2 separate regions of the Sus scrofa genome follow, and region 2 is linked to region 1. The links are chromatin contacts, called in public Hi-C maps. All regions are on one chromosome and are shown on one strand. Each heading gives the region's core, a stretch centred on a gene start, on an enhancer-like site or on the middle of the called end of the contact. The rest is flanking DNA. Distances are from core to core; before and after follow the strand shown.

Region 1 (2,700 bases), core at 33-2,532:
GCTTCTTAGAGTGTGCACATGTGCCTGAGAGACTACAGTAAAGTAATAATTTCACAAATATAGGTTACAAACAGTTAAGTGCAATGAAGAGAAAGTACAAGAGTTCACAGTCTTGTCTGGGGCATGCAGTAAAGGTTCCACAAGGAAGTGACAGTTTAACAGAGATCTGAAAATGAGTAGAAATTTACTAGGCAAGGGAGGTGGGGTGTCAGAGACAAGAGAGGAAAAAATCTTCCCAGGCTGAGGGAACAGCATGGGCTGAAGAGAGGGCGGCCAGATGGCGAAAAAGCAAAGGGCAAGAATGAGGGAGAAATGGCTGGAGAGGGCGATGAGGCACGACAGGCAAGGCTTTGGAGGCATGTCTGTATCTTGTCTTCATCCCAAAGACAGTGGGAGGGAAACCACTGCAGGATTTTAAGAAAAGCGATATGATCAGATTTGTAATTGAGAAAAATACACATAGGGGTTGCTAGCCCCACGAGGAGACCTTGAGGGTTAAGGCCAAGTTGGGGTCCCAGGAGAGATGAGGGTAAGGTTGGAGTGGTAGTCCTGCTCCATAGGCTTGTTCCTTGACTTTTTTTTTTTTTAACTGTCCCGAGTTAAAAAAAAATACTGCCCAGGCTCAGGTGAGCAGTATATTCTCAGCAGAAAATGATCCCGTGAAAGGCCCAGAAAGAGGATGAAGGTTAGGTTAGTCCCATTGCTGGCCTTTAGGAGGGGATCAGGACCTGATGTGCAGAAAGGGGATTAAGAGACTGCTCTTCTTTAAGCTCCACTTTTGCCATCTCCATTTCCCTTGTTCTAAGCCAAGGTGATTAAGCCACCTGAAAAGCGATTACCCTCTAGTTGGGAACCTCTATCCTATCTTTACCCAGAGAAGAACCCAGAACACCTGCTGTGGGTGTAGGATCTCCCTGCCACGATGGTTTCCAGAATTTCTTGGCGGGGGTACCCTGAACCACCCACACCTGGCAATGGACAGCAAAATATAACTGGGCTTCAAGGACCGACAGGGGGCCCTGCCAATCTCAGATTCTGAAGACCTTGAGCTCAGATCTGAATGTGTGACCTTGGGCAAATCGCTTCTTCTCTTGGGGGCATCCTTCCCGCATCTGCAAACTAAGCGTCGCCCCAGGCCCACGCCCCCTCCCCCCGCAGCTGCGAGCCGGACTCAGTCCCACAGGCCGGATGCTCGCTTGAGGCGCGGCGCCAAGCCCCCAGGTGGGCAAGGGGCGGGGGCGCGCCAATGACCAAACCTAAACGTAAAGGGGCTGCCCCAGAGGCGCGCACGACCCAGCAGGGGCGCCGAGGGACCACGCGCACACGGCCGCGCCCCCCGCCCCTAGGCTGGGCGCCGCGGCCCGGGGGCCACGAGGTTACGTAAGGAGCTGGGCGGGGGGAGCGGGGCGGGGCGGGCGCCGCCCGAGCGCGGCCGCCCAGCCCCCGGCGGCCCAGCCCCCGCCCGCCCGCGCCTGGTGGCGGCGGCGGCGGCGGCGGCAGCGGCAGCCGCGCAGCCCCGCGGAATGGAGCGGCGCCGGGGCTAAGCCGGGCGCGCACGGGCCGCCGCATGTGCCGCGCCGGGAGCGGCTGCAGAGCGGGCGGAGAGCGAGCGCGAGAGGCCCCGTCGGAGCGGCCGCCGGAGCAGCGCCGGAGATGGGGTGAGTGAGCCCGCGCCGCGCGCGCCCCGCGCGCAGCCCCAGAGGGGCTGCGGGGCCGCGGATCGCGTCTCCCCGCTCGGAGCCCAGCGAGCCGGCGGGCCCTTGCGCCCCGAGCCGGGAGCCTGAAGTCGGGGCGCAGCCGGCTCCGGAGAGCCTGGGGCCGCCCGACCCCGCGCCCTCTGCCCGGGCTCGCGGGCACGGGGCAGGGACACGTTGGCCTGAGCGCGGACTTTCAGCCCCGCACCCGTGGCCTTTCTCCTCCGAAGCAGCCCAGCCGCTGGGGCACCGGGCGGGGACAGGCACCCTGGCCGGCCTCGGTGCTTCGGCCATTCCGCGGTCCCCTTGCTCCGGACGCGATCAACTCCAGGGCCTGTGTTTGGGAGTCCAAGAAGCAGTTTGTCTTTCTCTACAATTGGGTTTATTACAAACAAAATGGAAATCGAAGTTTTCCTGGAAAGGGAACAAACCACGTAATAATAATCTCAGCGTAGGAATAGTGGACTTTGAGTCTGCTTTGAGATGGCTGAGGATGATGGAAGTCTGCGAGGAGTCAAGGTAAGGCTTCAGTCTTTGAAACAACTGAGTAGATGCTCAGAGAAGTTGAAGTACTCTGTCGAAGTGACTAATGCTTCTGAGTATATAAAGTAATTTAAAAAGCAGGATTGATTTCTCCTTGGCGTCTCTCTGAGCAGTAGGTGCTGTGAGTCAGGGAGCCGCGGTGCTAATAACACAATTAACTCCTTACATCTGCTTCCTGATGTGAGCGCATATTGATGATGCGCTGTGCATATTCAGGGAATGGTTGTTCTGCCCATTTCACAGGTGCGGAAACCGAGGCCTGAAGTGGTTGGGTACCTTCTCCCAGGCTGGGCAACTGATGAGGGTTTGAGCCCATCGGCAGCCTGACAGTGGGCGTGGGGGTGGGGCTGGGTGAGTGAACCAGAGTCCCTGAATTTCTCTGTGCCCTGCCGCTGAGCTTAGTGCCCTTCAGACAGACCTTCTTGTGACCCAAAGACTTCTGCTGGGTGAGTCTAGAGAGCTT
Region 2 (2,700 bases), core at 103-2,602, 93 kb after region 1:
AGTCACTCAGATCCAAGAGGCAGTGGAACTTTTGCAAAAACACTTGGAGACTTTTTGTAGATGGTCTCTCATCAGAATTTGAAATCTGCTCTCCGGTGCTGCCCGAACCCCCAGTCACACAGTCATTTATTTTCTGGGCAGCTCAGTACACAGAGGATGGAGACCCAGGGCAAGGAGCCGGTCCTCTCTCAGCCTTGGTTTCCCCATCTGCAGAGCAAGAATCATACCAAGACCTCGCCATGCCTGGCGGGGTACAGAGTTGGGGCATGAACGCACGTAACCTACTCAGCCTCTGGAATTACCTGATGTGTGTTAAGCACTGTCATCTTATCATTTACGCAGACAACACTGGTTCCAAAAGCTGCACAGGTTGGGGATTTTCAAGAATACGTGTTTATCTGACGTGCTTTCACATTCTTTTCAAATTTCCGTCTCCTGCAGGAATTGAAAGACCTCCGAAAACAAAGTGAAATCATACCTCAGCTCATGTCAGAGTGTGAGTACGTCTCTGAGAAGTTAGAGGTAAGGACGGGGAACACATCCCCCTTGGCATCTGTCGGGTTACCCCGTTCTTTGAGGCCCCTCCCTTTCACGCCTTGCTGGCTAAGGACAAGTGACTTTGTGTTCCTAAAAAGCCAGGGTGATTGTGTGCTCTGCCCCCTGGCGTTTGTCTCTTGGCTCATCCCCTTGCACGAAGGTATCCTGTGTATAACGTGGTGTGGGTGATTGTTTCCCACCCATAGACGTCCCTACAGAACCACAGAAGGGTGAGAAGCAAATGACAGAAGGGAGGGCTGAGGGCATGAGACCCGAGGGCTATTCCATCTCCCCACCCGGTGACCTTGGACATGTCCTTAGGCAGGCCCCCCATTTGCAAGCATCAGATTTCTGACCATAAAAGGAAAGGAGTCTCTTCAGCTCCATTTTCACCTTGGAGGGTCTCCTTGCTTCAAAGAGCACTTTGTTCAGGTTCCCAATTCAGTATTAGTACTGGTTCCTTTACACATGTTCACAAAATCTCGTCTTGTACCCAAAAGATGGAAGCTCTTGGTTGGTATGAAGAGTAGGGCTTGAGCCTCATGGAAGGACGCACAGCAGTCCGGCCCCCGGGAGCTTGAACGTCTCCACGGCACCCGCAGGACAGCCAGTGCACAGACCCACTGTCCCTGTGTCTGGCCGGGCCAGTCCTCCCTTGCTGGGGCTGGGGCTGGCCTGGGGCAGAGGAGGCCTCGCCTTCCCTGTGTGACCCCTAGCATCAAGTCACTCTCCTCTTTGTGCTGCTTCTCCCTGTCTCAGATCAGAACCCAAAGGGGGCCCTCTGCTGACCAGCCTGGGGCTGGGGCTGAAAAGCCGGTGTGCTAGGCTTTCAGAATTCCTCTGCTGGGCACTTGGGACAGTGTCGCTTAGCAGCAGGCTCCTTTGGGCAGGAGGCGTCCTTTAGGCAGTTCTGCCTTCCGTTTGAGGCCAGGAGCGGGGAACATCGATTTTTAGGCCAGATGTTGGGCAATGCGCCCCGCCCATTGGCACCGGCCGCGGGGGAGAACAGCGGGGACCAGAGAGCATAGGCTTGCTGCCCGGGGATGTCACACCTCCGTGGAGGCGGGCCCGCGGGGACGCACAGTCCGGCTGTCCTGGGTCTCAGCGGGGCTCCTACCGCTCGGTAGCCCAGCCCCTTCTCTCTCGCTTTGCTCAGGCGGCCGAGAGAGACAATCAGAACCTGGAGGACAAAGTGCGGTCTCTGAAGACAGACATCGAGGAGAGCAGGTACCGACAGCGCCACCTGAAGGTGGAGCTCAAGAGCTTCCTGGAGGTGCTAGACGGGAAGATCGACGACCTGCACGACTTCCGCCGGGGCCTCTCCAAGCTGGGCGCCGACAACTAGGGCTCGGGAGTCCCTGGGGTGCGCGTGAGCTGGTAGCACTAGGACCTCCTCCTGTTCGCGTGGCTTCTGTAAACGCAGGCGCCGTTTGTCGTGTTTCCAAACCGGGGGACGCCGTCCACTCTCTCCTCCCCAGAATCGAAATCCGCCCTCGCTTCTCTGGCCTGGCGGGGTTGTGGACGCCTGGACGATGCTGACTCAGGAATCCAGAACTAGGTCTACCTTAAAACGTTTACGCAGTCAGGGCAGGGATGTTTCTATCTTTCTTAAGGGCTGTTGCAACCATAAGAACTGAAAAAAAAAAAAAAAAAGTATTTTCTAATCCAAATATGAATACCCTTTCCAGCTCCTTTTGAGTAGCGTCCAGAGTATGCGAACGTCCGCCAGGCACGCGTGTGTGGGGCGAGGCGAGAGAAGCTTCCCTCTGTGTGTAGAGATGCTTTACAGCCACCACTTAGGAGAGGTTTGTCCAGAGAAGGAAAACAAGTTTCTGATGAGTGCGATTTCTGGCGCAGGAATCACCTGCATCCACTCCCTCCCCCCTGTCCCCCACCCCGGTTTGTAGGGTTGCAACAATGTTCCTTTTCTGGGTTTTCATTTCTGAGCAGATGACCCTGCTGTGGGGACAGCACGTGGTAAGGGTACCTAGCACAGTGCTTGGCACAAAGTAGGTGCTTAATAAATATTTGTTCAATTAAACATATAAACAGAATTTAGTGTTTTAATCAACCCCCCCCCCCCCCATCAAGCTCCTGGTGAACAGTCCACTGCTCTGGTGCCCTGGGTCATTATCAGGCATGAATGTGACTTTGTGGTCCACC

What was found. A called contact is a pair of places that touch in the nucleus more often than the background predicts.
Region 2: a contact with region 1 is called in a Hi-C map of liver, with 4 times the contacts expected there. The contact joins the enhancer-like site here to the promoter of HOMER2 in region 1. A contact is called at or near these places in 4 of 47 Hi-C or Micro-C datasets (embryonic fibroblasts, fetal heart ventricle, heart right ventricle and 1 more) and 1 of 2 datasets of contacts at active chromatin or transcription factors (skeletal muscle).

The regions. Positions count from the first base shown.
Region 1 is chr7:51,999,971-52,002,670 of Sscrofa11.1, forward strand. HOMER2 (homer protein homolog 2) reads left to right here and starts at 1,283. Exons shown (of 9, transcript XM_001927296.5): 1 at 1,283-1,658. The coding sequence starts at 1,654.
Region 2 is chr7:52,092,704-52,095,403 of Sscrofa11.1, forward strand. It overlaps HOMER2 (homer protein homolog 2), which reads left to right. Exons shown (of 9, transcript XM_001927296.5): 8 at 442-522; 9 at 1,694-2,700. The coding sequence ends at 1,882. Among named protein-coding and RNA genes, the nearest start is that of WHAMM, 46 kb to the right of the region's middle. Within about 2 kb of position 1,353, at least 24 of the 83 cell types and tissues checked have an H3K27ac peak or open chromatin away from gene starts, as enhancers often do. A contact at or near this core is called in liver, where this site is marked.